Regions from separate parts of the Mus musculus genome. Here regions 1, 2, 3, 4, 5 and 7 are each linked to region 6. The links are chromatin contacts, called in public promoter capture Hi-C maps. All regions are on one chromosome and are shown on one strand. The core of a region is the stretch at or near the end of the contact, and the rest is flanking DNA. Distances in the headings are between cores, read along the strand shown.

Region 1 (3,357 bases), core at 30-2,529, 1.5 Mb after region 6:
CAGAAGAGGGCATCAGATCCCATTACAGATGGTTGTAAGTCACCATGTGATTGCTGGGTGGGAGTTGAACTCAGGACCTCTGGAAGAGTAGTCAGTGTTCTTAACCACTGAGCCATCTCTCCAGCCCATATGTTTTTAATTAACATGTAAAAGACCCAAAGTACAATCAGCTATTGATCAGTAGTAGAGCTTCCTCAGCATGTACCGAGACACACACACACACCAGATGGTACCACATAAAAGGACAGTCATTATCTCAAGAGAACTAAAGCCAAAAATGATGGTAGGAGTTGGGGGTTACATCTGGAGAAGGGAGAAAATTTCTTTCTTCCTTCCTTCCTTCCTTCCTTCCTTCCTTCCTTCCTTCCTTCCTTCCTTCCTTCCTTCCTTCCTTTCTTTCTTTCTTTCTTTCTTTCTTTCTTTCTTTCTTTCTTTCTTTCTTTCTTTCTATCTGTTTTTCTGAGCTGTTCATTAAAACGAAAAACAAGACAAAATGAACCACATTAAGTTATTTAAATTTTTTCTTATAAAGGACTGAATAATGAAAGTACTTTTAAATGGCAAGCTTGTTTACCAGTCCAGGATTCCTATGTGAAGTCAGGTCTGAAGGTGTCTTTTATCAGGAAGAAGCTGAATCAGGGGAGGGTCACATGACCATAAACTTGGCTTCTAAGAATGACAACAGGTCTTGTAGGCCAGGCTGCATAAATCTGCCTTTAACAATCACAGCAGCAAAGCCAATATCCAGACACACCCAGACACAGGACAGAAGTAGCCATCTGTGAACTCTATCCACTGGCTGAGATTGCCCTCGGTGGCTCCTCACCTTGAGGAGGAATCCTACCCCTGCAGGAACCAGAATTATCCGACCACAGCTGCTCAGGCCTGCAATAGACTATCTAGTTCCTAGAAGATTGGATGCTGAGGGACTTCAGTTGATTGAGCCTAGTCACCGTATGTCTAGAGCTATCCCGGAAGACAGGTGGGAGCCCCACACCCTTCAGCACTCAAAGGCTCCTTCTTCCTCTTCTCAAGGCTTGCTAGCCTCTTGACATTTGCTTGTTTGAGGTTTATGTTACTGTGGGCTCCAGCAGCTGCAGAATGGAGGCTGGGATATGGCTCTGAATGCCACTGGCTGGCAGAGAGAGGCTAGGAAGTTCATTCCCGGCACTAACTAGAGACCTATTGATCTTTGACCCCTGCCCCTCCCAAGAGCCTTGGCCCTCTTCCCACCTCCTTTCTTCCTTGTGGGCCTCTCCCTCCATTCTCTGTCCCCTCATTTCCCTCTATTCTCTTGCCTAGACTGGCAGTTTCTCCCAGCACCTTGCACAGTCTGATCTCTCCATGCTGTCTTCAAGCCCTGCTTCCTGTACATCTCCCAGCCCTGGCACAGACAACCCAGACAAGAAGGTCCACTGGGCTTCTGAGAAGAGAAGGAGGGCATCGTCCACAGACTCAGAGTCAAAGACTCACTTGGACATTTCTAAGTTGCCCAGGTCCCGGAGACCCAGCCGGCTGACGGTGAAGTATGACCGGGGTCATCTGCAGCGCTGGCTGGAGATGGAGCAGTGGGTAGATGCTCAGGTCCAGGAACTCTTCCAGGTGGGTAGCTTGAGGGGGCTGCTGGAGACTGTGGATGGATCTGGGCTTGGGTCCTGAGGTTCTGAGAGCTTCCTCAGAGACTTCCAGGGCGGCTGGAGGGCTGATATGAAACGGAGCATGCTTCTTCAGATGGAAGAGAAGTCTCAACCACCTCAGTAACCCCTTTGTGCTATGGAAAAGGCCTGATTTCATTTCTGGGAATGTCCTAGACTCGGTTTCTGAGCTGTATAATGGGGCTGTCCATGCCTGATATATCTCTTTGCTAAGACTTTCTGAGATTTAAATGACAGTTGAAGAGTAAATGCTTGACTAGACTCTGTTGTTTTATGTCTCTTCAATGTACGTCCATGCGTAAAGCCACATTGTCCAATACTGTCCCTATCAGTACAAGTATGGCTTTTAGTTTTAAATGAATTAAGATGAGATGAAATTCAAAATTTAGATCCCAAGTCACATAGAAATGGTTAAAGTGCTGATGGTCTCGTGTGCCATATTGTCAGCACAGATGTGGACCAGCCCCACTATCTCAGGATGGGCAGTGCAGAGCTAGACAGTGAGAACACTGACACAGTGACCTCCCCTGGCTTGCACTGTGTGGCTCCGGCTGCCTTTCCTCAACCTCAGCCCCGGGAAGGATGGATCTTGCCCCTGGTCACAGGGCAAGTAGTAAATAGTTTCTCACTTAGACTCTGTCAACTCTGACCCCAGAGCAGGAGCAACTGCTCCATCAGGAATAAGGTTTTGACTTCTTTACAATGTCTTAGCCACAGTGCGAAGCCTGGACATGCATTATTTGATTTAACCCTCCCCCAAGCTCCAGTGGGTAGCTGCTGGCTTACAGCTGAGAGTTGAGACTCAGGTTTGCAGATGCAGCTCAGTGGGTAGAGTGTTTGGATGAAGCCTTGGCTGATACCCAACATCGGCATAGCCTACGTGGTTCATGGCAGCACATTCTTACGGGAGGTAGAAGCTGGGGGCGAGGGTAAGAAATTCACAGTCGTCCTCAGTTACTTAGTTAATTCAAGGCTACTGGAATACATAAGTGACTTGTTCAAAGTCATGCAGCTAGGGAACCATGGACTAGAACTATAGTTTGGCCCCTGGCTAGAAAGTTTGGGTACTTACTAGAACAGCCAGCCAATGGGAATTTAATCTACTACCGTGTGGGTATAAGCCCCATGGTTGGTTCCCAGAGACTAATCCACGAGACCAGGAGTTCTCATTGTTCACATGAGTGTTTGTCTTCTTCTGCCCTCCTTCCCTTCTTCCTTCCTTCCTTCCTTCCTTCCTTCCTTCCTTCCTTCCTTCCTTCCTTCCTTCCTTCCTTCCTCCCTCCCTCCCTCCCTCCCTCCCCCTTCTTTCCTTCTTTGGGTCCTGTGTTCAGGCCTGTGAGTCTTGCAAGTGAGGCCTGTCAGCTGTCCTGCTATGAGAGTAGAAAGGATGACTGATGGGGCCTGCTCAGTGTCGCAGCTCACTATGTCCTGTGCCTGTCTAGCATACATGGCTGGTCTGCTGAAGCATCCTTCGCCTGCTTGTAGAGAGTAGAGAGATGCTTCAGAGCTAGGAGCTAGAGAAGTAAGCTTTCTTGTTCCCTGTCTACTCTGGTATTGCAGGGCACCTCCAGCCACCCCCACTTTACTACTTCCAGCTCCTCCCCACTGGCTAAGTTTCTGTTTCAAAGGGTTTCATGTGCCCTTGAACAAAATGTCTCATATTTCAGACATCTCAGGGCAAGTCCTCCCAAGCAACTGAGGA
Region 2 (3,665 bases), core at 442-2,941, 2.0 Mb after region 6:
GTGGGAGCACTAGGATGAGAACCGGAGGGGGTCAGCACATTCCCCACCCTCCCTAAACAGTCTCTATTGCTAAGGTTTTTCCACGGCCATGGTAGGGGTCTAAGAATGATTATACTCTTGTGCAAGAACGTCAGGAACTTATCTTTCTGAAACAGGAAGGGAACAGGTGAAAGAGTGGGTGATGGAAAAGAAAAAAAAAAAAAAGCTTGTGTTTGTGCCCTTCTGGCTAAGTGCAGTTTGAAGGCCAGCAAATAGCCCTTGCTGGACCCCACCATTCAGTAGCTACCCAGGCTGTGGGGAGATACATAGAGTTCTATGTGATTATAGCGTCTAGTGCATATGTCAACAACTATATACAGGGATCTATAAATTAAACGCATGTCTGGCCACTGCAACTAGGTTGACGTACCTGAGCTCCGCTACTTTTGGTGCTCTCTTCTTTGGGAGAGCCTCGGCTTATTTAAAAAAAAAAAAAAAAAAGAGCCCCTACACAACTCCCTACCTTCCCCTGAGTCTTGGGGAGGGGGCGCCCGAGTCACCCCCTGCGTTTAGGAAACACCAGAGCTAGCAGCGCTGAAGGGCTGGGTGCTAGGCTCTCTCCACCCTCCCCCCCAGTTCCCCTTATGGCTCAGGGCCCTGGCGCAGCACGGTGCTGGGAAGATCAAACCCCGAGTCCCCGGCGAATCGTGGTCCCTTGGCTGAAGATCCGGTTGTGCATTACCGGCTCCCGGGGCAAACTGGCGATCGCTGAGGTGTGTGGGGGCGTACGCTCGCGTAGGGGTCACTCCGGCGGGCTCCGGAGCCGGTCCTGCTGCAAAGTCCTGCTTGGGGGCTTAGGGGACGATGATTCCCGACCGTCCCCAACGCGGAGAGATTCAACGACTCCGGGGCTCTTCGGCCGCTTCCTCTTCGTCCTCGTCCAGCCCCCGCGGCCGTTCGAGCGGCCCAGCCAGGGGGCTGTCTGCAGCGGGCTCCGGGGGCGCCGGCCTCGCCGCCTGCAGCGGGGGTGCGTCGCGTGGCGCCTCGCGGCGGGACGACCCGGTGGTGTTGGGCCCCGCCGCCACCCCCGAAGTCCCAGACGGGCCGGTGGTGTTGGAGCCGCTGGGGGGCGGGCCGACGGCTCCCCCCGAGGTCCCGGCACCCACCGGCTGCCAGATGAGACTGTAGTAGACGGCCAGTACGATGGCGGCCAGCGACACGGAGAGCACGTAGGCGAACACCGTGGCTAGCCGGACCCACTTCTTGTTGGTCTTGGCCGCCATCTTCGCCTTCTTGTCCCCGGTGTAGGTGGCCGGCTTGCCCCGCTCGGCCGGGGCCGCGTCGCGCTCCTTCATGGGGGGGCCCCGGCCTTTGCCCCGGTGCTCCACGGCCCCGGCTGGAGGGGGCCTGGCGGCCTGCGAGGACTGGGCAGGGGGCGTCTCGGCGCCCTGGCTTCCCGGCGGCCCCGCGCTCCGCCGCTGCTCCTCACGCCGCCCGCCCGCAGCCCGCCACCGCGTCGCTGCCGCCGCCGGGGCCTGGGCCCGTCACCGCCGCCAGCGCCGCCGCCGCCGCCGGCCCGCCAGCTGCTTCCCGGCCGCCGCCACAGCCACAGCCGCCCGACTCCGCGTCCCCATCCGCTGCCGCTGCCGCCGCCTGCCCGGCCGCCGGCCGCCTGGTCTCCAGTGGCCGCGCGGACCGCGCGCTCCGGCTCTAGCCCGGCTCCCCCGCGGGGCGCGCCGGTGCAGGGGGCGGGGCCGCGCGCTGCCGGGGGGCTGCCCCTTAAAAGGGCGATGTAGGGGCCCGGAAGTGCCGCGCTGGGAGGCGGCTGCGGCGGGGAATCGTGGGCCCCGTGGGGGACGCCCAGTTAAGAGAGAGTTAAGGGAGGCTGGGCCTTAAAGGGGCGACAGGAGCTTCTTTAAAGGGGGAAAGGCACTTTGCGGGAGGGAGTGCGGAACCGGGAGGTGGCAGGGAGGGGCAGGCTCCGTAGAAAGCTGTCAACTCAGGCGTCTCCTCACATGGCCCAGGCTAGGAGATGGTAGGTGGGAGAACTAACCAGGCCCACCTACACCGGGTCTCCGAAGTGGAGCTAACACTAAGCTTGTGCTCTCGGGTAGCTCTAGAATAGTGAGGGGATAGTGTCCCAGATCCCTTCACCCCAAAGAGCCTGGTTCGGGTCTGGGAACCTGGCGCCCGCACACCGCAGTCAGTCTCGCTTCCTTTTTTCTGTTGGTCTGGACTCCGAGACCACTCGAATCTTGCCTGATTGGGTCCTCTTAGGACCCTTGAGTCAGACTACTGTGAGCCACAGGGACAAGAGCCAAAGGTTGAGTTTGTTTCTTAGGCTGACCTGCCAGCATAATCTCAAATCCCACAACAGGTCTCAGGTCCTACTTTCTGGTCTTCTGACTTTCAGGACTGGTCTCGAATTGTACCCAAGGGGCTGCACTGAACTGGTGGAGGACATCTCCCAGCGTTTTCATTCTTTGATTCTCTTCAACCCCAGGATGTAGAGAACTGTCTTTTCCCATTGAGGCTTGTTCCTTCCAGGCTTCAGCCTTTTTGCTCTTAGGGCCCTTTGGATGCCGGCCACCCCTCTGCACGCAGGGACTCTTAGTACCACCCTTTCTATACTTTCACCCTCTTCCCCTTTGCTTGTTTCATCCCTATTTCCTCTTTGTAATTCACCGCGATTGATTTCTGGGTGCCTCTTGCTTGACTCTCCCTGTGTTCCCAAAACTGTCTTTGTGAGCAGCCTGGATGTCTCAGTGGATTAGAGAACTATGAGTCTGAGTAGGAGAAAGGTCTGTGGTCCTGATGTAGTTGGGGTGGGGCGTGGCCTCTGCGAGGGCCCCACTGACTTCTAACCTCTTGGGCAGGACTCCCTCTGCCCTTTCCACTTCTCCCTTTCCTTTGACTTTGACTTTCCTTATCCAAGCCCTTCCCCAAATTTTCCATCCCATGGAAGCGCTACCAGAATGCAGTGTACTAGTGGGCTTCGAACCACAAGTTTCTAATCTGGTCCTGGTTGGAGGCTCAGGTGGGGCTGTGTCTCTAGCAATGGGCCACCCAATACTATTTCAAGGAGCCTTTTGTTTGTTTGTTTTTTGTTTGTTTGGTTGGTTGGTTTGGTTTTTCGAGACAGGATTTCTCTGTGTAGCCCTGGCTGTCCTGGAACTCACTCTGTAGACCAGGCTGGCCTCGGACTCCGAAATCCACCTGCCTCTGCCTCCCAAGTGTGGGATTAAAGGCATGCGCCACCACTGCCTGGCAAACCGTGCCTTTTTAATTTCTGAGATATTACAAGGACATTGAGAGTTTAGTGTTTATGGGCTTCTGTGGATTGATAGGTGGTGGTGGTGGTGGTGGTGGTGGTGGTGGTGGTGGTGGTGTGTGTGTGTGTGTGTATGAGAGAGAGACACACACAGGGGTGGGGGCGGGACGGGGTACTGTTCTGGAGCAGCCAGAGCAGGTCTTGAAGGTGGCCTGTAGTATTAAAGTCCAAAAATTGCAATCAAATGTCCTTTTCTCCTTTCTCAGTTGTTCTCTGGCCTTCCTGGTGGGGTTGATCGTAGGACCATCCCAAGGTGAATTACAGTTTAAGATCTCACACAAGATCTTAAATCTTTGTTAAAGCCCCCTTGACTCCCTTTCTGGAATGCACTCCATATTGCCTCTTCATATTTCTG
Region 3 (3,559 bases), core at 108-2,607, 1.5 Mb after region 6:
AATTATTAAGTACTTAGTGTGTGCCAGGCACTAAGCCTGCACCTTAAAATTCATCATTTGTTATAACCATCATCACTTACATACGTCATCATATTTGATCCTGATGCCCACCAGTATTATCTCTATTTTAACAGGGGCCAGTGAAATTACATGACCGTTCAATTAGATCATTCTTTGAATAAGACAGGGCAGCTGAAATTTGAACTCTGACACCAAAATTGATATGTAAGTGCTCCAATCCTATACACCATGAATTCGTCCCATTTACTTCCCTTGCAGCTCACAAGGGGAATGTGGTTGAGAAGAAGGCTTTTTCATTGTGCCCTGGGGAGAAAAGGGCAAGCTGTGGACGGGGCAGGTTTCAGAACAGAGAGCAACCGGCATGCATGGGATGACTTTAAAGACAGAGATGGAGAGAAGGGGAGTGGATAGAATGTAGGTGGAGATTTAAAAAAAAAGTGTAGCTTTTGGAAACTTTACAATTTCTAGGGTCTTTTCAGCTACAGCACCTCACCGAAGCTACTTTACATTTTCTTAATTTACATTATTTCTTTGTGAGTGTATGCGTGCAGACATATGCATATCATGGCATGTGTGTGGAGATCAGAGAATAACTTTCAGGAGTTCTCTCCTTCCACCATGTGGGTCCTGGGGTTCGAACTAAGGTCATCGGGATTTGCAGGAAGTGCTTTTACCTCACTGAACCTCATCAGACCATCATCTTAACCCGGAAACGGGTGGGCATCCGACCCACTTTACAGAGAGGTTAACCGGGTTACTTCATCAAAACCACACAACTGAAAAGAAGCCGTCAAACGGTCTTTAGCCTGCAACTCCCTTCCCTTCGCCCCGCGTCCTCCCTTGGCCCTTCGGCTTTCTGGGAGTACACTCGCCTCCTTCTTGAAGAGGGTGAACTTGACAGCACAGCCGTAGCACCTGCTCTCCATAGCAGTTCTCGGCGCTGCAGAATTGGTAGGTTAGCCTCTCACCAGCGCAGGGTAGGCCTCTCAGACCCTCAGGTTGTGCAGCCCAGTCCCACACGCCCATCGGCGCTGTCCAGGGGCGGCCCAGCGCGGAGAATTCTGACTTTGCACTCACCAAGGCGGGGCGGCAGCGGAGTGGGGCATGCTGGGAGTCGTAGTTCATTCTCCGCAGCGCGCTCCTCCACAGCCAGTCAGACGAGAATCGGAAGGCATCATCCCAGGAGGCTTAGCGCGCTTTTGGGCCGGCTCGGAGCGAGTAAGCCCCGCGCCCACGCACACGCTCAGACTCCTGGGAGTTGTAGTATCAATTCAAGTTTGGACTAGAACCATGGCGGTGACCAAAGAGCTCTTACAAATGGATCTGTACGCGCTGCTCGGCATTGAGGAGAAGGCGGCAGACAAAGAGGTGAGAACTTGATAGGCAAAGCAGTTCTTCGGTCCTCGCGTCAGGGCGCGCGCCTGGCTCCGGCTTTCTATGCTCCGCCCTATCCTGGACCCGGAGCGAGGGACGGCCAATGACTAAAAAGGGGGCCTCCGGGCACTTCCTGAAAGGCTTGAGGACTGGGTTAGGGAGGGAGGCATTGAGAACTCTGAACTGTGTGACCGTGCTGTCCCTTCTGCCACACTGTTTGGAGGCCGGTTGAACCTGAGAGCCCAGGCCTGCTTTTTTGCGCCTGCGCAGCATCAGTTTGTACGCTGAACGTTTTACCTGTCTGTCTGGAGGTGTTTGGTTTTAGTCTGTTTTAACTTCAGGGGGATCCTAGGAAGAAAAGTCTCTAGGCTCTAACTCCTCCCCTCAGCCCCTCTTCTTTTTCTGGATTTGACGTTGAGGCCTAGAACCTAGAGGCCTCAGTTTTCTTTTCCTCTTTTTAAGTATCAGATGTTCCAATGTTGTCAGTGCGTGCTGCTTAGCGGGTTAAACAAGAGGATCAGAAGGTTAAAGCAGGTGGTGTGGGGGTCCACTTATCTCAAGTGCTGTACTTAAGGTTTCTGTTATTTACTCTTAGATTGTGGTGGCAATAGTGACAGTACACGCAGGGGAGTTCATTGGATAAAAAGTAATGCCCACCGGGCTGGGCATAGTGATCCAAGCCTGTAATGCACTTGGGCGCTGGAGGGAGGAGAATCAGGAATTTAAGGTCAACTTCAGTTTCTTGTGGAGTTTAAGGTCAGCTGTCTTAACGTGTTTAAGGTGGGGGGGGGGAAGAGATCCTTTTTATTTATTTATTTTTTCGAGACAGGGTTTCTCTGTATAGCCCTGGCAGTCCTGGAACTCACTTTATAGACCAGGCTGGCCTCGAACTCAGAAATCCGCCTGCCTCTGCCTCCCCAGTACTGGGATTAAAGGCATGCACCACCACCGCCCAGCAAGAGATCTTATCAATGCTCTTATACTTCTGGACTGCTTGTCCAATGCTTGAGTGTCAGAAAGAGTGCTCTGGGGCAGAAAATCAGGGTGATTGGATTCTTCAGTAAAGTTGTGGTCATCCTGCTCAGAAAGCTTCCTGAAGATTTGGCTGAAGTCAAAAATGGATGTAGAAATAAATACTCGTAAAGCACAGGCTTTCTCTTTGCAGCCCTGGCTGTCCTGGAACTCACTCTGTAGACCAGGCTGACCTGGAACTCAGAAATCCACCTGCCTCTGCCTCCCAAGTGCTGGGATTAAAGGTGTGCGCCACCAATGCCCGGCTCTCTCTCTCGCTCTCTCTCTCTCTCTCTCTCTCTCTCTCTCTCTCTCTCTCTCTCTCTCTCTCTCTCTCTCTCTCTCTCTCTCGAAGAAAAGTTGATGTAGCCCTGGCTGTCTTGGAACTTTCTATGTAGATCAGGCTAGTTTTTCCGAACTCACAGCGATAAATCTGCCTCCCAAATGTTAGGATGCCCCGTGCCCTGCTTTTGGGATCCAGGCTTTTTACCTGAATGCTTAGGATCCAAATTCAAATCCTCTGCTTACAGAACAGGCACATTACAGACTGGGCCAGCTCTCCAACCCCAAATCATAATCCTCACCACCACCACCTGCTGCTTCTTCCTCCTTCTCCTCCTCTTCTTCCTCCACCACCTCCTCCTCTTTCTATTATTGTGTGTGTGTGTGTCTCAGACAAAAAAACAGCACAGAGACCCTACTTAAAAAATATAAACGGGGTTGGGGATTTAGTTCAGTGGTAGAGCGCTTGCCTAGCAAGCCCAAGGCCCTGGGTTCGGTCCTCAGCTCCGGGAAAAAAAAAAAAATATATATATATATATATATATAAACAACGAGGGGGATGGGGTGGTTGGAGAGATGTCTTTGCAGTTAAAAAGGCTCACAATACTTAGCATACTCTTCCAGAGGATATGAGTTTGGGGCATCTGTAGTCAATAGCCTCTGCAGACATCTGCACTCATGTGCATACATACTCCCACATACACTTAGACATATATTTTATTTTATTTTATTTTATTTTTTTTTTTTTAAGATTTATTTATTGATTATATGTAAGTACACTGTAGCTGTCTTCAGACACTCCAGAAGAGGGAGTCAGATCTCATTACGGATGGTTGTGAGCCACCATGTGGTTGCTGGGATTTGAACTCTG
Region 4 (3,493 bases), core at 327-2,826, 1.4 Mb after region 6:
CTAAAAGTCTCCAAAGATACTACCGGAGCAGTGTATCCTTGCCCAGGCTCATGCAGAGCTGATTGCAGGAGACCACGAGGCTAGTGATCCGCTCCGAGGGGGTGAAGTCAACCCGCTGCTTGGTGAAGATGGGCACCTCCTTCTCCAGGTGGGCACTTACATACCCTATAGGTGGGGAAGACAAGAGAAAAAGGCGTCCAGAGGGGGGTGAGGCACCCAGAAACCCAGAGAAACCCCAGTGTTAGCTGATACTTCTGCTTCCCAAGTATATTCCTACCCACAGGGTCTTGGTTCATAAAGAGTTCAACATGAAATAGTTTTCTGGTTGTCTTTATTGGAAGGGTCCTGGGCTCTTCCCACACTTGTGACAGTAGTAAGGGATTGGTTCTCTGTGCCTGAGATGAGGTTGTATCATGATATGCACGTTCCCAGTGGTAACGGGGGTGGGGGGAGACAGTACAGGGAGGATGGTTTTGGCATTCTCCCTTATGGTCTTTGGCCAAGAGAAACTAAAGTCCCTTCCTTGCTGTCCACACAGTATGGTTCAGTGAGTCTCCATTGTATGTAGAGAGTTCTGGGAACCCAGTCCTATCAGTCCAGTTCATAGGCTACAGTTGCTTTCTCGATAGTCCGCTGCAATATCATCATAGTGTGGGTAACCCTGCGCTGCTCTCCTACACTCTAAACTGCAGCCAGCTTTACCCCGGGACAATCATCTCCATTGTTCCTGTTCAGTAACAAAATTCCCTTTTGGATCGACCCTCCTTCACTTATAACATTCACGTTCCACCAAGTTCAGTGCTCATTCTGCCTCCTCTGCTACCTCAAGATGAAGTCTGGTGGGAACGAACACATACACAGACTCCAAAAGCTTTAAAAAAAATCCATAGAACAAGACACAGAAGCCTGGAACCTATATTCAGTTCTCCCAACTGCAGCCTATAGACAAAAGTAACAAGTACTTCCTTATCTGAGCCCAAGTTCCCTCTTTTGAAGGACCTTTGAGTTAAGGCCTAGATCACGAGGCTGTTCCTGTGGCTCTTTCAAACTTCGACCAATGACAAGCTGGGCAAGACAAGAAAGGCCTGGGGCTTAGATCCTAAACACACGCTGCAAGCTCTAGAGCTTCTCTCCCCCGTAAATGCTACCATAACAGAAAGGGGCAGAGGCGGCCTCTTCTAACTTACCAGAATGGGGGATGCCCACGCTAGGGCAACCAGTCTGCAAGACGGCCGAGCGGGACAATGAGTCCTCGTACTCATCCAGGATGGACGCCATGGCAATCAAGTTCTGGATCTCTGATCTGGGGGCTGGGGGTCACAACTGGGACCCCGGTCGTCCTGGATTTGCAAGTTGTGCTTCCCCAGCGTCTGACAGATCCTGAGAACCTTTTAAAAATTCTGGGGCCCTTTTCGCTTTCTCTGTGAAGGACGAGACGATCGAGGAGCCCCAACTAGTCCATGGCGCAGCTTTGCACCCCAGCTCCAGTCCCAAGAGATTATAGGCTCCCCTTAGCAGATCCCAGGTAATCACAACCTCGCCCAGGCAGCTCAGCTGACTCCCGCCCCCGTGACGCGTGCTTATGACGTGCTTCCGGGTTTTTCAGCCGCGAGTGTTAACTGGAGTCCTGGGCACCTGAGCCTCCACAAGGAGGCGTTGTCGGAGACTCGGCGCGGCGGGGGAGGAGCGCTTGCGGGCCACCCTGCTGCTGCAGTTCCTCATGTTGGCGCTAGGAGGCAGCCCGGGATTTCCCAGCGGCGTCCAGTAACAGGCTTGCGCGGATCCTAGGCTTCCGCAGCTCAGACTTCACTCCCTCAGACTGTCACTGAAAGGCCGGCGGTGCTCCTCCATCTGTCACACTACCTCCTGTTCCTCAATCGAATTGCTGCCTCAGTCCACCTTCACAGGCACAGGCAGAACAGTCTGAGTGTCCCTTCTTTCACCCCAGGGCCCCCTAGCTTCCAGAGGAAGTAGCTGAATGGGTCACAAGTGTGGCTCAGTGGTGCATAAGCACCTTGCCCAGCGGGTATAAGACCTGGATTTTTTTTTTTTTTCCTTACACCGCAAAAAGAAAACCATACAAAATTTAATCTCCAGCAGTGGGAAGGCTGAGGCAGGAGGATTACTAAGGACTGGGCTACAGACCCCCAGAAAACAAAACAGAAAGAAATTGACAACGCAATGGCCAGGTTAAGTAAGCTGCCTCATAGTAGCTCCTTAGTGTAGGGGGAGAGGCAAGGGTCACCGGGAAAACTGAAGCAGGCTACTTCCAGGCACTCTATACGTTGAGTGATGTTGACTGTCCTTGTCTAGCATGTGGGAAGCCTTAGGATCAAGCCCTAGTATCAGAAAAAGAAAAGGGGGTTATATATAGTCTTCAGGAAAGTCACGAGCGAAACCCTATAAGCCGTGTAATGGGGTGGAGAGGAAGCGGGGCTGGCCTTGGGCAGACTGTGGAAGCTATCGTGTGATCCACTGGAGGCTATAACTGGGGATAAGATCTGATGTTGGTACTGGGAAGCAGGTGTTTGAAAAGGACATGAGACCTGAGGCAGAAGACAGGCCTTATGTATCCATCCGGGAGAGAGAGAGCTGGGAAGTGGGAGACCATCTCAGAGGAAGGCACCAGAGACCTAGTGACAGGTTAGGTATGGCAGGCAGATGAAGGAGAGTGTGGGGACAGCTGGAGACCTGGCTGGTGGGAACAGAGGAGGAGCCAAATGAGAGGGGGTGGAGGTCACATGACTGAGCTCAGGGCACTGCTAGGGAACTTACTGGGGAACCCCAGCTTTACCTGTAACCTGCTCCAGGGCAGTCACCAATAACTAACTAGTGAATGTTTATTAGACATTTGCATAAACGAACTCTCTCATGGCTCAGTTTCTACATTTATAAAATGAGAAAAAAAAAATCTCTTAACGGTGTGCGGACAGTCGGATGTTATACAAATCACTGAGTGGTGAGTTTGTGTTTAAATATTACTAGTATTTAATAGCGGATTGTTGACTAAATTAAGATCCAGACCCGAAGAATCAAACCCAGCGCCTCACAGATACTGTGTGAGTGCTACATCGTGGGCTCCATCCTCAGCCTTGGATTTGCTGTTGAATTGAAAAGGTTTAGATTTTAATGAAATTGGAGACTATGGATCTAGCTTACTTGGCAGACAAGAGGGTTTGTTTAGTTTCATAGGATGAGGCCCTCAGCACAGCACAGAACTAGGTATGGTGACTATGGTCCCAGCAGTCAGGAAGTGGGAATAGGAGGGTTAGAATCTCAAGGTCAAAATTATAAAAGAAGCCGGGCAGTGGTGGGGCACGCCTTTAATCCCAGCACTCAGGAGGCAGAGGCAGGTGGATTTCTGAGTTCGAGGCCAGCCTGGTCTACAGAGTCAGTTCCAGGACAGCCAGGGCTACACAGAGAAACCCTGTCTCGGAAAAAAAAAAAAACAATAAATAAATATAGATAATAAATAAATAAATAAATAAATAAA
Region 5 (3,604 bases), core at 107-2,606, 1.4 Mb after region 6:
CGAGAAGTTAGATACTCACCTGGCCGCAGGTCGTCTCCCGGTGTGTGCCAAGCTTGGATGTTGAGTGAGAAGGTTCCCTGGGAAGCAAAAGGGGGGGTGGGGGACATTAGAGATAGCGATATCAGCAGGGAGGGAAAGGAGGGGGTGCCTCGCAGCAGCCTGTTTAATTAATCTAATTGCAGGATATAGTTACGGAGCTCGGCTCAACATAACTGGTGTTCGCGCAGCGCTGCGCGCGAGCTGAGAAGGCAGGGGAGGGATGAGGGATGCGGGAGTGTAAGTGAGAGCCGGGGGGTGGGCGGGCGGCGCCGCGTTGGGGGTTTGGTAATGAAATTCGTATCCCAAGAATTGGGGAGAAGGAAAGGGAAGAAACTGGGAGGAAAGACTAACCAAAGCCTCTCCGGGATGATCCTATGAGAGAACAGGGGGGCGGGGGCAGAAGAGAAAGAGCCCTTGGGGCTCTCCAGAGAGCGCTTTGGAAAGGAGCTCTGGTGTCCCGGCGCTCCCTTCTTTCCCTTCGGTTATCTCCCGGTGCATTTAAGTTGTGCTTACCGGCCAGGTGAAATTGAAGGGCAACTGCAGAGGGTTGCGACCACTGCCGCTATTCTTGTCCCTGACGACGAAGGAGTTGGTGCCCAATACCGGCGTGGAGACATTGCCAAAGGTGCAGGGTCCCTCGGAGAAGGTTGCCTGGAAGTGCTTAAGGCAGATGCGGAAGAAAGTCCGGCAGCCCGGTTCGCAGGACTGCCCATTGGCCAGCATACCGCGCTGGTTGACGAACTCCTGCAGCCGCAGCTGGAAGATGCCGGAGCCCGCAGCGCGCTGCTGCACAGGGACCGAGAGAAGGAGGGAGGAGAGCGGTCAGGCTCAGCCGGGGCCGGGGCGCAAGCCCGGAGCGCTGCGGGAGGGGGCGGAGAGGACGTGAGACATTACCTGCGGCCACAGTACCGCCAGCAGCAGTAGCGCCCAGCGACAGGCGCTCCGGGACGCAGGCGTCATCCCTTGGGGTGTCCTCTCCACTCCGGGACTCCGAATCTGCTTGTTAGGGATGTCGCTCTCCCGCAAGTCCCGTCTGCCAGCCGAGTTCCTGAAAAGCTGATTCCCCTCGGGACGCTGCTCCCTTGTCGCCTTCTCAAAAACTCCGCTGCTCGATGCCTCGGTAGGTAATCCAGGTGAGGGCGACTGGGCGGTGGCTGCTCTAAGTACGTGTCCTGGAGCAAATCCTAGGGTCTCGAGCGGGCTAGTGAGGGAGTACACTGCACCCAAGTGACTTTGGCTGCAGCTCTTGGCCTCGGGTTCCTAGCCTGCGAGCAGCGCCGCTACTGAAACCTGCTTGCTCCAGAGCCTTTCTTATATATATTGGCTGCTCTTCGCAGCCTGTCAGTCAGACAGACTCACGGTCACTCTCCCCTCCCCTCCAGGCCTCTAGTGGCTACAGTCCCAGCACCCACCGGAGGGGGCCTCCGCCCCCGCCGCTCCCCCTGTCAGCCAGCCAGTAGGGCGCAGGTCCCCGCCCCTCTTCCAACTTCTGGGCTTCCAGCTCTGCGCGTGCCCGGCGAGCAGTCCTTAGAGATCGTCTGCTTAAAGGCTGAGACCCTCGCCACCAGAGGATAGGAGGGTAGCCCAGTGATGCGGCGGGAGGTGAGGTGGTTCCCGAATGGTCCAGGGGGTGGAAACTCTAAGGGGTCCCCGTAGGCGGTGCACCTGATCCAGGCATTAGATACCTACAGTCCTCTAGCAGGTGGGGAAAGCTTAAACTAGGAAAGCAAAAAGCAGGACCAGGGGATTTGGATCTCCCTTTCCTTTCCAGACTTTAGGTAGCTCCTGCCTCGCTGGCCTCCAGCCTATGTGTGCCCACCCTCCACGCGTCCCCAGCACCGCAGGGAAGCCATCCGACGCCTTAACCTTTCCCTGGCTATTCCAAGCAAGGCAAAGGGCCAAGCGTCTAGGACTCTGGTCTTCTCTGCACCTGGTAGGCGTGTCACCTCAAGCAGCAGGGCGTGCCCAGCGCGTGCCTTCTCTCTTTGTCCCCCACCCCCACTCCCTCCTGGCTCGTGCTAGAGCCAGGACTAGAGGTTCGAAAGAGAGGTGGGGGGCGTGGTTCTCGAAGTGGGGGGGGGGTCCTCAGCTGTATGGTAATGAGGTTCTAGTCTTTTCCCTCAGTGCCTATCTCACCTGGGTCGCGCTTGGTCTCCATATCCTCATCCTGGCCCCCACCCGCGTCCCCTAGCTCCGCTGGAGTAGGGAGGAAACTTTCTTAATTCCAGAATTTCCTTGGGCCACTTGAGAGGCAAGGTGAGAGAGCTTGAGGCTGATCAGGTCTAGATCTCTCTGCATAGGGCAGGATGTAGGGTGGAACTGGAGGCGCATAGAGTTGTTTGAGTTTCGGGTGGTTTCACCCATGTCACACGCGCGCCTCTCCCGGGTGGCCTCCGAGCGCAAACCCTGCAGCTGCTTTCCCAGAACCCGTCGTGCTCCCCCGAGGCTGCAGACCGGGGAGGGCTGGCTTCTCCCAGTTTTGGGGGGTGCTAGATTTCTCTCTCTCTCTCTCTCTCTCTCTCTCTCTCTCTCTCTCTCTCTCTCTCTCTCTCTCTCTCTCTCTCTCTCTCTCTCTCTCTCTCTCTCTCTCTCTCCTACAGTGAGAGCGGTGGGGGCCCTGTGGCTTCAGCTGTCAGCCCTCCCGCGTGGTGATTGCTGGCTATGGTCGGACGATAAGATCAGTGCGGGCGGGGGTTGAGGGGAGCAGGGACGCGGCTCCAGCCCCAGGGAGGCCGTGGTAGGGGGAAGTGGAACCCAACAGCTGCCAATGACGAACATGGTCTGATATTTTGACTTGGGTGGTGGTGATGGAGAATTGGGGGGGGGTAAGAAACATGAGGTTGTGAGCGTGGGGTGGGGGGTGGGGTGAGGTGAGGCGACAGGCTCCGGGGTCCCCCACGCACGGCCACCCCTCCCAGCCACCATCTGGCGCGAGCGGGTTGGCGTGGGGAACCGAGGTGAGGCGGGGGCCGGCAGATGGGCCCAGGCTGCACTAGCGAGTTAATGTAGGTTATGGGCAAGCCGAGTCCCAGGCCCGAGGGACGGGGAGCTCGGGGCGTACCTCCCGGCGGTCCTGGCAAGTGGACTTCCAAATCCTCTCTGTCTGCATCCTCTTTGCACCGTAGACCTGCCTGGAGTGCCAGAGGGTGCTCCCTCTCTCTCCTTGGAGCTGGGCTTGCAACCCCACCTGACTCTAATGGTTTTCATCTAACAGTTTTCATCTCAAAATCCTAGCCTGGGAGTTAGTAGAAACTCTAACGCGGGCACTTGCTTGACTCTCAAGGGAGACTCCCACACGGGATATCTATTATTTTGGAAGTGGCCTACCCTCATACACATTAGTATGCCAAAATATTTGGCAAATAGTGAAGGGCCAAACAAAAGTTGGAATCACCATTTTCCTCAGAAATGGACAAATCACCCACTTATAAAATTTCTGACCTAAGAAGGAAAAAGTGTTCATTTTTTCTCTCTCTCTTTTTACCAGAAGCACCTATTACAATATTCCTCTTCGGAACACCACCCTTAGCCTTGGGTCCCTGCTAGAGTTCCCATCTGCTGGTAT
Region 6 (3,575 bases), core at 958-3,457:
AAAACAGTTTTATTAAACTATAAATCAATGAAATTAGTTCTCTAAGATAATTAAGAAATTAAAATATAGGAAATAGATCTTCTTTTTAAGACAAAGGAAATGTAGCACTGGGCCACTCAGGACTTTGAAATTGGATTGGATTTCCTAGATTTTGGTGGTATATGCCTATAATCTCAACATTGAAGAGGTAAGGGCAGGAACAGGAGTTGAAGGTCATACATAATGAGCTGAATAATGAGTTCGAAGCTAACTTAGGCTCTATGAGACCCTGTCTCAAAATAGGGGGGAGGGGAAAGGCAGAAACAAAATCTTAGGTAAGAGAGATTGGATTGTTGGATTGGATGAGTAGACAGATCTGATGGCCTGGGCTCGAGCCACTTTGCTGTTCCCTGATGCACAGTTCTCATTCTCCTTTGACACCTTTCCTAAATGGCATCTATTTAATCAGATCATTTATTTACAGATTCCAAGTTTTTCAGAAAAGGAGGCACATCTCATTTTGTATTAGATATAATGAGTTCATAAATTATTACTGGCAAATGTTATCAAACTTAGTCATAACCCGAATTCTCTTACTGAACAAGAGAAATAAGTCAATGTTCTGCTGTCCTCCTCTTAATGAGATGCGAAATTGCTCTTTGAAGTTCTTTTCAATGTGTTACATTGTATCCTTTCTCCTTCAAGCATCTTCCCTTTATGTGTTTTTGCTCAGGCAACCATGGGCATAGAGTATTGAAAAACATGCAGTGCTTTTGTATAGGCCATCTGTACATAAAAGTGTAATTATTTATTTAATTTTCTCATTTGTACCATATTAAAGCTTTGTACAGTGTTTTAAGTTCTGTTTTAAAATTATTTTGTATTTTATTTTTATAATCTAGTAATAAAACATTCAGTCCGCATGCAAACTTTAGTGCTATTTGTGTGATGGTTTGGATTTCAAAAAGTGAAAACTATTTCCTAAACTACTAAAGTGTTACAGAAGTGACAGACAACCAAGAGAAGGCCATTTTGGCTAACTTAGACGCTAGGTGAACACCAGGGTTCAGGGGTCTGACGTGCGTGTTCAAGCTGACTTTGATATTCTTCTGTCTCTGCCTGCCAAGCACTGGGATTGCAAGCATCCACTAAATCCAGCACAGAATTAAGTTTTCAAAACTCCCTTTTCTTCTCCTTGGCAGTATGCTAGAGGGATTCCTGCTCCATCTACTGCCTATCACCAAGTGGTCTTCCTTTGAATGAGAGGAACACAGGGCCAATACACTGCTACTTTGTTTTGGAGGAAACTATAGATCCTATATCTTGATTTTTTTTTCTTTCCTTTTACTAAGGAGTATCATCCGAAAGCCTATTATATTTTTCAAAATAAGGGACCTGACAGGAAGTGTAGCCAGAGGGTTAACCAGCCAGTGTGTGTGGAGGAGGGTCGGGGGAGTGTGTCTAGGAATGCCATACTCTTCCAGAAGCTAATCATGAATCCTGACCTCTCAAGTAAAAGAAGTTGAGATATTCCCCTGCTGTAAACTCTTTAATACAATACGTAAGGGATTCAATACAAGTCTGATGGACATTTGATGATTTTATAACATGCCTCAGCATGAACTCTGTCCTCAATTGTCAGTTGATGAAAAAGTTGGCCAATGGTAAAGAGTCAGCCTTTTGAGTAAAAGAGGGGAAGGGGTGGGGAGCTAAGTAGGCCGGGCGCACCCCTTTAATCCCAGCACTCCGGAAGCAAAGGCAAGATAATCTATGAGGTCGAAGTCAGCCTGGTCTACAGAGTGGCCAGGCTATACAGAGAAATCATGTCTCAGAAAAAACAAAAAGGTCAAAACACAAGGTTACTCACTTTATTTTGGTTGAGGAGGGAGTGACTCAAAAAGCTCTACAGTCATGGTCTAAGGCTGTGCTTATGACAGGTGTCTGGTCTCATAGGCTGGTCTCTTAGAGTTGGTCACTTTTCCTGTCTGGTCCCTCTTTCAGACCCGGGTCTCCTCAGGCAGTTCATCTTATCACATTGCTCCAGGGGCCAGGAAATCAGAGAAAGGCGCCTCGCCGCCCTGCAGGCCTGGCTGGCTGGGCAGATCTTCCCGGGCCGCCAGAGCCCCACCCCTCAAGGACCCGCCCCGTCGTCCAACGGTCGATCCCGGTCGCCGGCTCCGCCCCTCCCGGCTGCCCGTGGCGCGAGTGCGCCTGCTCAGTAGCCTCAGAGCGCCTGCACAGGGATGGCGGCCGTTTTAGAGTCGCTGCTGCGCGAAGAGGTGCCGGTCGCAGCCGCCGTGCGGTGGATCGCGCGCAGCACCCCGAGTTCGGAGGTAACAGTGCGGACACGCCCTCAAGCCTGCCTGGAATGTGCTTCCCGCGGGGGATGATGCTTCAGTCCCTTCTCCCAGCCTGCCCTGCCTGACGGCCCGCGCCAAGGGCGCTCGCTCCTCTGCGCGCCGCTGCCGGGCCGCCCACCCTGCGGCCTCAGCCGCTGACGGCCCGCGCTGTCAGCTGACGCTCTCGCCCCGCGACCTCTGCTTCTTCCTCAGGATAGCTCCGAGGTGGCCGCTCTGAGCGCACTTCGGCCTCTGCGGAAGGAATTCGTGCCGTTCCTGCTGAACTTCCTGAGGGAGCAGAGCAGCCGGGTCCTCCCGCAGGGCCCCTCAACCCCCGCCAAGACCCCAGTCGCCTCGGCAGCCTTGCCAGCGAGGCAGGGGGCCCCGGCACGGGGTGGCCGTGGGGCGCGCAGCCAGCTTTTCCCTGCAGCCGAGCCCCTCAGCGCCGCCGCCGAGGCACCTCTGGCCCGCCGTGCGGGCCGCAGGCGGGGTCCGGGACCGGGGCCGTCCCGCGAACGAGGCGGTCGGGGCTCCGGGGCCGCGGAGGAGGGGGCGAGTGGCGAGAGCCCGCCTTGGGCCGGAGGCCGGAAGCCTAAGGGCTCAGGCAGCCCTGGCAGCCCCAGACTGTCGCTCTCTGATCCGCCAAACCTCAGCAACTTGGAGGAGTTCCCTCCCGTAGGCACCGTTCCTCCGGGCTCTGCAGGGTGAGAATCGGTCCTTATTGCAAGATGTTCGCTAAAGCCGAGCTTGGTGCCCCACAGTAGAGTGCGCGATGGTTAGAAGGTTGAGGGTGAAGAAACCACAATGGGGGAGGGTTTAAAAGGGGCCCAACTGTTATGGATGGAATGATGCTTGAAGATAGAAAATTGGAAAAAAACAAAAAACTGTGACTACTCTCAGCAGAACGAAGCCTTCTCGAAGGATCAACCCAACTCCGGTGAGCGAAGAGCGGTCACTGTCCAAGCCCAAGACCTGCTTCACCTCACCCCCAATCAGCTGTGTCCCCAGTTCCCAACCCTCAACCCTGGACACTAGCCCTTGGGGCCTTGGCCTTCCCCCAGGGTGCAGAAGTCTGCAAGAGGAGCGGGAGATGCTCAGGAAGGCGCGGTATGGCTTTGCCGCCACCTGGGATGTCAACTTCCTCCTTATGCGGGACTTGCAGGGATTTTTCCTGAACTTGATTTCTCCCTTCGGGATTCTGGGTTTGCTTCTTGGGCTGTTGATGTCTTCTCTGGCAGAACCTGAATGTGAATGTCG
Region 7 (3,608 bases), core at 360-2,859, 1.6 Mb after region 6:
GCTGTCCTGGAATTCCCTCTGTAGACCAGGCTGGCCTTGAACTCAGAAATCTGCCTGCCTCTGCCTCCCAAATGCTGGGATTAAACAAATGTTTAATAACATTTAATAATAAATGTTTAAGACAGCGGCAGGTGGATTGCTGTGAGTTCAAGACCCTCCTGGTCTACAAAGAGAGTTCTAGGGGCTGGCAAGATGGCTCAGTGGTTAAGAGCGTCACCTGCTCTTCCGAAGGTCCCAAGTTCAAATCCCAGCAACCACATGGTGGCTCACAACCATCCATAATGAAATCTGATGCCCTCTTCTGGAGTAGCTGAGGACAGCTACAGTGTACTTACATATAATAAATAAATAAATCTTAGAGAGAGAGAGAGAGAGAGAGAGAGAGAGAGAGAGAGAGAGAGAGTTAGTTCTAAAGCAGCCAGCACCATACAGAAAAACCCCATCTCAACAAACAAACCAACCAACCCAAAACAAAAACTCAAACCAAGAAACAAAAAAGACAGTGGAGGGCTGGAGAGATGGCTCAGTGGTTAAGAGCACTGACTGCTTTTCCAGATGTCCTGAGTTCAATACCCAGCAACCACATGGTGGCTCACCACAACCATCTGTGATGGATTTTGATCCCCTCTTCTGGTGCTGTCTGAAGACATCTAGAGTGTACTCATATACATAAAATAAATAAATAAATCTTTGAAAAAAAAAGAGACAGTGGGATTATCTAAGTCCTCTAAAACCTGTGTCTATCTTAAAATGGTGAGATACTTTATATTATATTCATTTATATATGAATACATTTGGAGGCAGACAAATCTGTAGTCTTGAATTTGGAAGGCCAAAGCAGAAGGCCAGAGACGCCAAAGCTTGGCTTTATGACAAAGACCATATCCCAGCTTTTGGCAGAGTTGGGGTTCAGAAGGCTCACAAGATCGAGGTCTCTCTGTGCTACAGAGCGAATTCAAAGCTAACTTCAGCAACTTGAGGTCTGGTCTCAAAATTTAAAAGTCCCCCCTCCTCAAAATAAAAAAAAAAAAGTTTGATGATGTGGTTCAGTGGCACAGCACTTGCCAGTCTGGGCTATATAGTGATCCCCTGACTTAATAAAGCAGCAACATACAAAGCAAAGATAGCAGAAATGGTATGTATCAGACCCAGTTTCTCTGTGGAGCCCTGGCTGTCCTGAAGCTTGCTCTGTAGACTATACAGTCCTGATTAGATTCGAACTCGCAATGATCCTCCTGGTCCAGGGGCCCTGGCTTGAAGAGGATTTTTGAAAACTTGTAGGAGTCCCAGCGATGTAGGGACATCTTATCGATAACCAACAACTTACTCCAATTTCATCTAGCAGTGGCGCTGTTGTTTGGGGTTTGACTGGAAAAATCGGTAAACGACTCAGCTGAAAATAAAGCCAGTGTTAAGAAGAGGTGGGGGTGGTGGCATCTTCCAGGTATAAGCAGCGTGAGATTTGCGGAGCACATTCTGGCCGTAGCACCGGGTAAAGTCCACCCAGAGGCTCGGACACTAGACAGCCCAACCCACCTTCGCGGCCCCGGTAACCGCACAGCGTCCATTCGCCGATGTAGCCCCGCCCACAGAACCCGGGTGGGAGGCAGAGCCTCGTGCGTCATCTCCACGCGCGTCTCACCGTGCGCGGAGCAGGTGGCGCGGATTAAGGACGTCAAAATCATTGACAGAGTGAAAGCGCGGTGCCTGCTGCTGCCATGGTGGCTGGTGGCTGGGTAAGGGTCTGAGTTGGTCTCCTGCGGGCCCAGCGTGGCTTCGGGGGGCGCCGGAAGGCCGAGAGTGTGCAGCCGGCTGCGAGGTTGTCACGTACAGGGTGTTGGGAGGCCAGGGGCGCGGAAGCCGGACTGCACTGGGCAGGGGCGCGTTGGACCGGCGCTGCTGCCTCTTGGCAGGGCGTCCGTCTGCGCCGGGGGCTGCGGCACCCGCGGGCTGGACCTGGGTGAGCCGGGGGCTGCGGCACCGTCCGGCCGGACCTGGGTGAGGCCGTGGCTAACGGGTTCTGCCTCGGGGGTGGAGGGCCGGCCTCATGACTCTCTCTCGGTTCGCTCCTGTTTCTTACGCGGGCTGCAGGTACACTATGTCTAGACTGGGGGCCCTGGGCGGCTCCCGCGCCGGGTTGGGACTGTTACTTGGTACTGCCGCCGGCCTTGGATTCCTGTGCGTCCTTTACAGCCAGCGATGGAAACGGACCCAGCGCCATGGCCGGAGTCACAGTCTGCCCAACTCCCTGGACTATGCGCAGGCTTCAGAGCGTGGACGCCAGGGTAAGAGCACAGGTCATAACTTACTGATGGCACTGGGGCTCGGGCTGTCTTTCGCAGAGCAGGATGGCGGGGCAGTGGAAAGGCTGAGTTTCACAGTTTTAGGAAAAACTCACCAAAAAGGAAAGCTGTGCCCTTTCCTCCGATTCCAGGAAAGCTTGGTGCAGGACTGTAGCTTTCACTTTTAGTTCTGGTCGCGCCCATGAATGTGTACGGAGGGCATTTGAGAAGTGCTGGGTGAGGGGTGTGTTTGACAGAGGAAGAGTCTGAAAGAAGGAAAAAGAAATAATCTCATTGGAATTAAAAGTTCTGGTGGCGTGAATATATGTATCCAGATATGAAGTCGTGTTTGGAGAGTAATCCAAGTTTGAAAAATCCCTTTTATGAAGAAAGATTCATAGGGATTGTGTAACTTTCTCGAGGTTGTTACAGAGTAAGAGGTAAAGCTGGACCCAGTCGTCTGGTCCAGTGGACTTTCCACAGCACAGGCTGAGAGCACATTCATGCAACTCAAGCCAAATGGTTGAAAGCCAGCAGTGACAGATGAAATGGATTTCGTTTTGTAAAAAGTCTTCAGGTTAAGTCATTTAAGCAGAGCAGCTGGGGCTTTGAATCGCTCCCCTTATTTGGGTGACAGAGGCTCGTGTAGCCCCCCTCGTTCCGTGCTGATTGGAAATGTTTTCTGTGACCACTGCACTCATATATCTTCTGATTCAGTGCTAACTGGGAATGTGAGTTCTGCAAGAGTGTCTGCGCACTTATCACCCTAGGTTGCAGCTGTCAGCGTCTGATAACATAGTGGTAACGTGGCAGGGCCAGTGACCTGGCTTTCTCCTCACTTGTACTTTGCTCATTTGTTATGTTTTAGCAGTTGTCTGGCCTCCCATGAGGATGGGAGAAAGCCTACGCATTCTAGTTATCTTCCTTGGTGTACCCTGGCACTGCTGGCCTAGATTTCCTCTAACGAGGGATGTATGCATGTCTGCTCCATGGGGCCTGCCGTCTTCCATATTGTATATTCTAGTCCAGTTGCTTTAAATGTCTACCAAGTTCCTAATTCATTCACGCTCAGTTCAGGGTGAGAGGATTCAGCTTGGTAACTATTTTCTTACGGAGCTTGGCCAGTTTTTTTCCATGGACCTTTTCTTGGTGACTGTTCATTTTCTTTTTGCTCTGCTCTGATGAGATTAATTATGGCCTCAAGAGAGGCAGTTACTATTCACTCAGAGATCAGGATTTGAACAAACCCAGTTTTTGTTTTACTGGGTAGTTGGTGTTGACTACCTGGTATTTAGCACTATAAGGCCAGAGACTTTTTTTTTCCTT

Evidence for each region. Promoter capture Hi-C pulls out the DNA fragments that hold promoters and counts their contacts. Capture Hi-C pulls out chosen DNA fragments and counts their contacts.
Region 1: a promoter capture Hi-C map of pre-B cells shows a contact between it and region 6, with 2.7 times the contacts expected there. The contact joins the promoter of Ppp1r14d here to the promoter of Cdan1 in region 6.
Region 2: a contact with region 6 is called in a promoter capture Hi-C map of liver, with 2.9 times the contacts expected there. The contact joins the promoter of Inafm2 here to the promoter of Cdan1 in region 6.
Region 3: a contact with region 6 is called in a promoter capture Hi-C map of liver, with 7 times the contacts expected there. The contact joins the promoter of Zfyve19 here to the promoter of Cdan1 in region 6. A contact is called at or near these places in 1 of 39 promoter capture datasets (liver), 1 of 115 datasets of contacts at active chromatin or transcription factors (embryonic forebrain) and 2 of 9 other capture datasets (adipose tissue and liver).
Region 4: a contact with region 6 is called in a promoter capture Hi-C map of adipose tissue, with 3 times the contacts expected there. The contact joins the promoter of Vps18 here to the promoter of Cdan1 in region 6. A contact is called at or near these places in 2 of 39 promoter capture datasets (liver and pre-B cells), 1 of 115 datasets of contacts at active chromatin or transcription factors (microglia) and 1 of 9 other capture datasets (adipose tissue).
Region 5: a promoter capture Hi-C map of liver shows a contact between it and region 6, with 4 times the contacts expected there. The contact joins the promoter of Dll4 here to the promoter of Cdan1 in region 6. A contact is called at or near these places in 2 of 39 promoter capture datasets (both in liver).
Region 7: a promoter capture Hi-C map of liver shows a contact between it and region 6, with 3 times the contacts expected there. The contact joins the promoter of Rmdn3 here to the promoter of Cdan1 in region 6. A contact is called at or near these places in 2 of 39 promoter capture datasets (both in liver) and 1 of 9 other capture datasets (adipose tissue).

Annotation. Positions count from the first base shown.
Region 1 is chr2:119,227,787-119,231,143 of GRCm38.p6, reverse strand. Ppp1r14d (protein phosphatase 1, regulatory inhibitor subunit 14D) reads left to right here and starts at 1,279. Exons shown (of 4, transcript NM_028104.4): 1 at 1,279-1,602. The coding sequence starts at 1,345.
Region 2 is chr2:118,743,784-118,747,448 of GRCm38.p6, reverse strand. It overlaps Inafm2 (InaF motif containing 2), which reads right to left and starts at 1,691. Exons shown (of 1, transcript NM_001301269.1): 1 at 1-1,691. The coding sequence starts at 1,334. The coding sequence ends at 876.
Region 3 is chr2:119,206,518-119,210,076 of GRCm38.p6, reverse strand. Zfyve19 (zinc finger, FYVE domain containing 19) reads right to left here and starts at 1,357. Exons shown (of 11, transcript NM_028054.3): 1 at 894-1,357. The coding sequence starts at 947. Dnajc17 (DnaJ heat shock protein family (Hsp40) member C17) reads left to right here and starts at 1,282. Exons shown (of 11, transcript NM_139139.2): 1 at 1,282-1,389. The coding sequence starts at 1,312.
Region 4 is chr2:119,286,825-119,290,317 of GRCm38.p6, reverse strand. It overlaps Vps18 (VPS18 CORVET/HOPS core subunit), which reads right to left and starts at 1,576. Exons shown (of 5, transcript NM_172269.3): 1 at 1,188-1,576; 2 at 24-165. The coding sequence starts at 1,278.
Region 5 is chr2:119,323,536-119,327,139 of GRCm38.p6, reverse strand. Dll4 (delta like canonical Notch ligand 4) reads right to left here and starts at 1,356. Exons shown (of 11, transcript NM_019454.3): 1 at 934-1,356; 2 at 553-825; 3 at 20-77. The coding sequence starts at 999. It overlaps Gm14207 (predicted gene 14207), which reads left to right and starts at 943. Exons shown (of 4, transcript NR_030683.1): 1 at 943-1,159; 2 at 1,811-1,972; 3 at 2,164-2,295.
Region 6 is chr2:120,730,149-120,733,723 of GRCm38.p6, reverse strand. Cdan1 (congenital dyserythropoietic anemia, type I (human)) reads left to right here and starts at 2,207. Exons shown (of 28, transcript NM_026891.2): 1 at 2,207-2,312; 2 at 2,532-3,022; 3 at 3,219-3,425. The coding sequence starts at 2,223. It overlaps Ttbk2 (tau tubulin kinase 2), which reads left to right. Exons shown (of 16, transcript NM_001024856.2): 16 at 1-908.
Region 7 is chr2:119,155,035-119,158,642 of GRCm38.p6, reverse strand. Rmdn3 (regulator of microtubule dynamics 3) reads left to right here and starts at 1,609. Exons shown (of 13, transcript NM_001033136.3): 1 at 1,609-1,736; 2 at 2,092-2,285. The coding sequence starts at 2,099.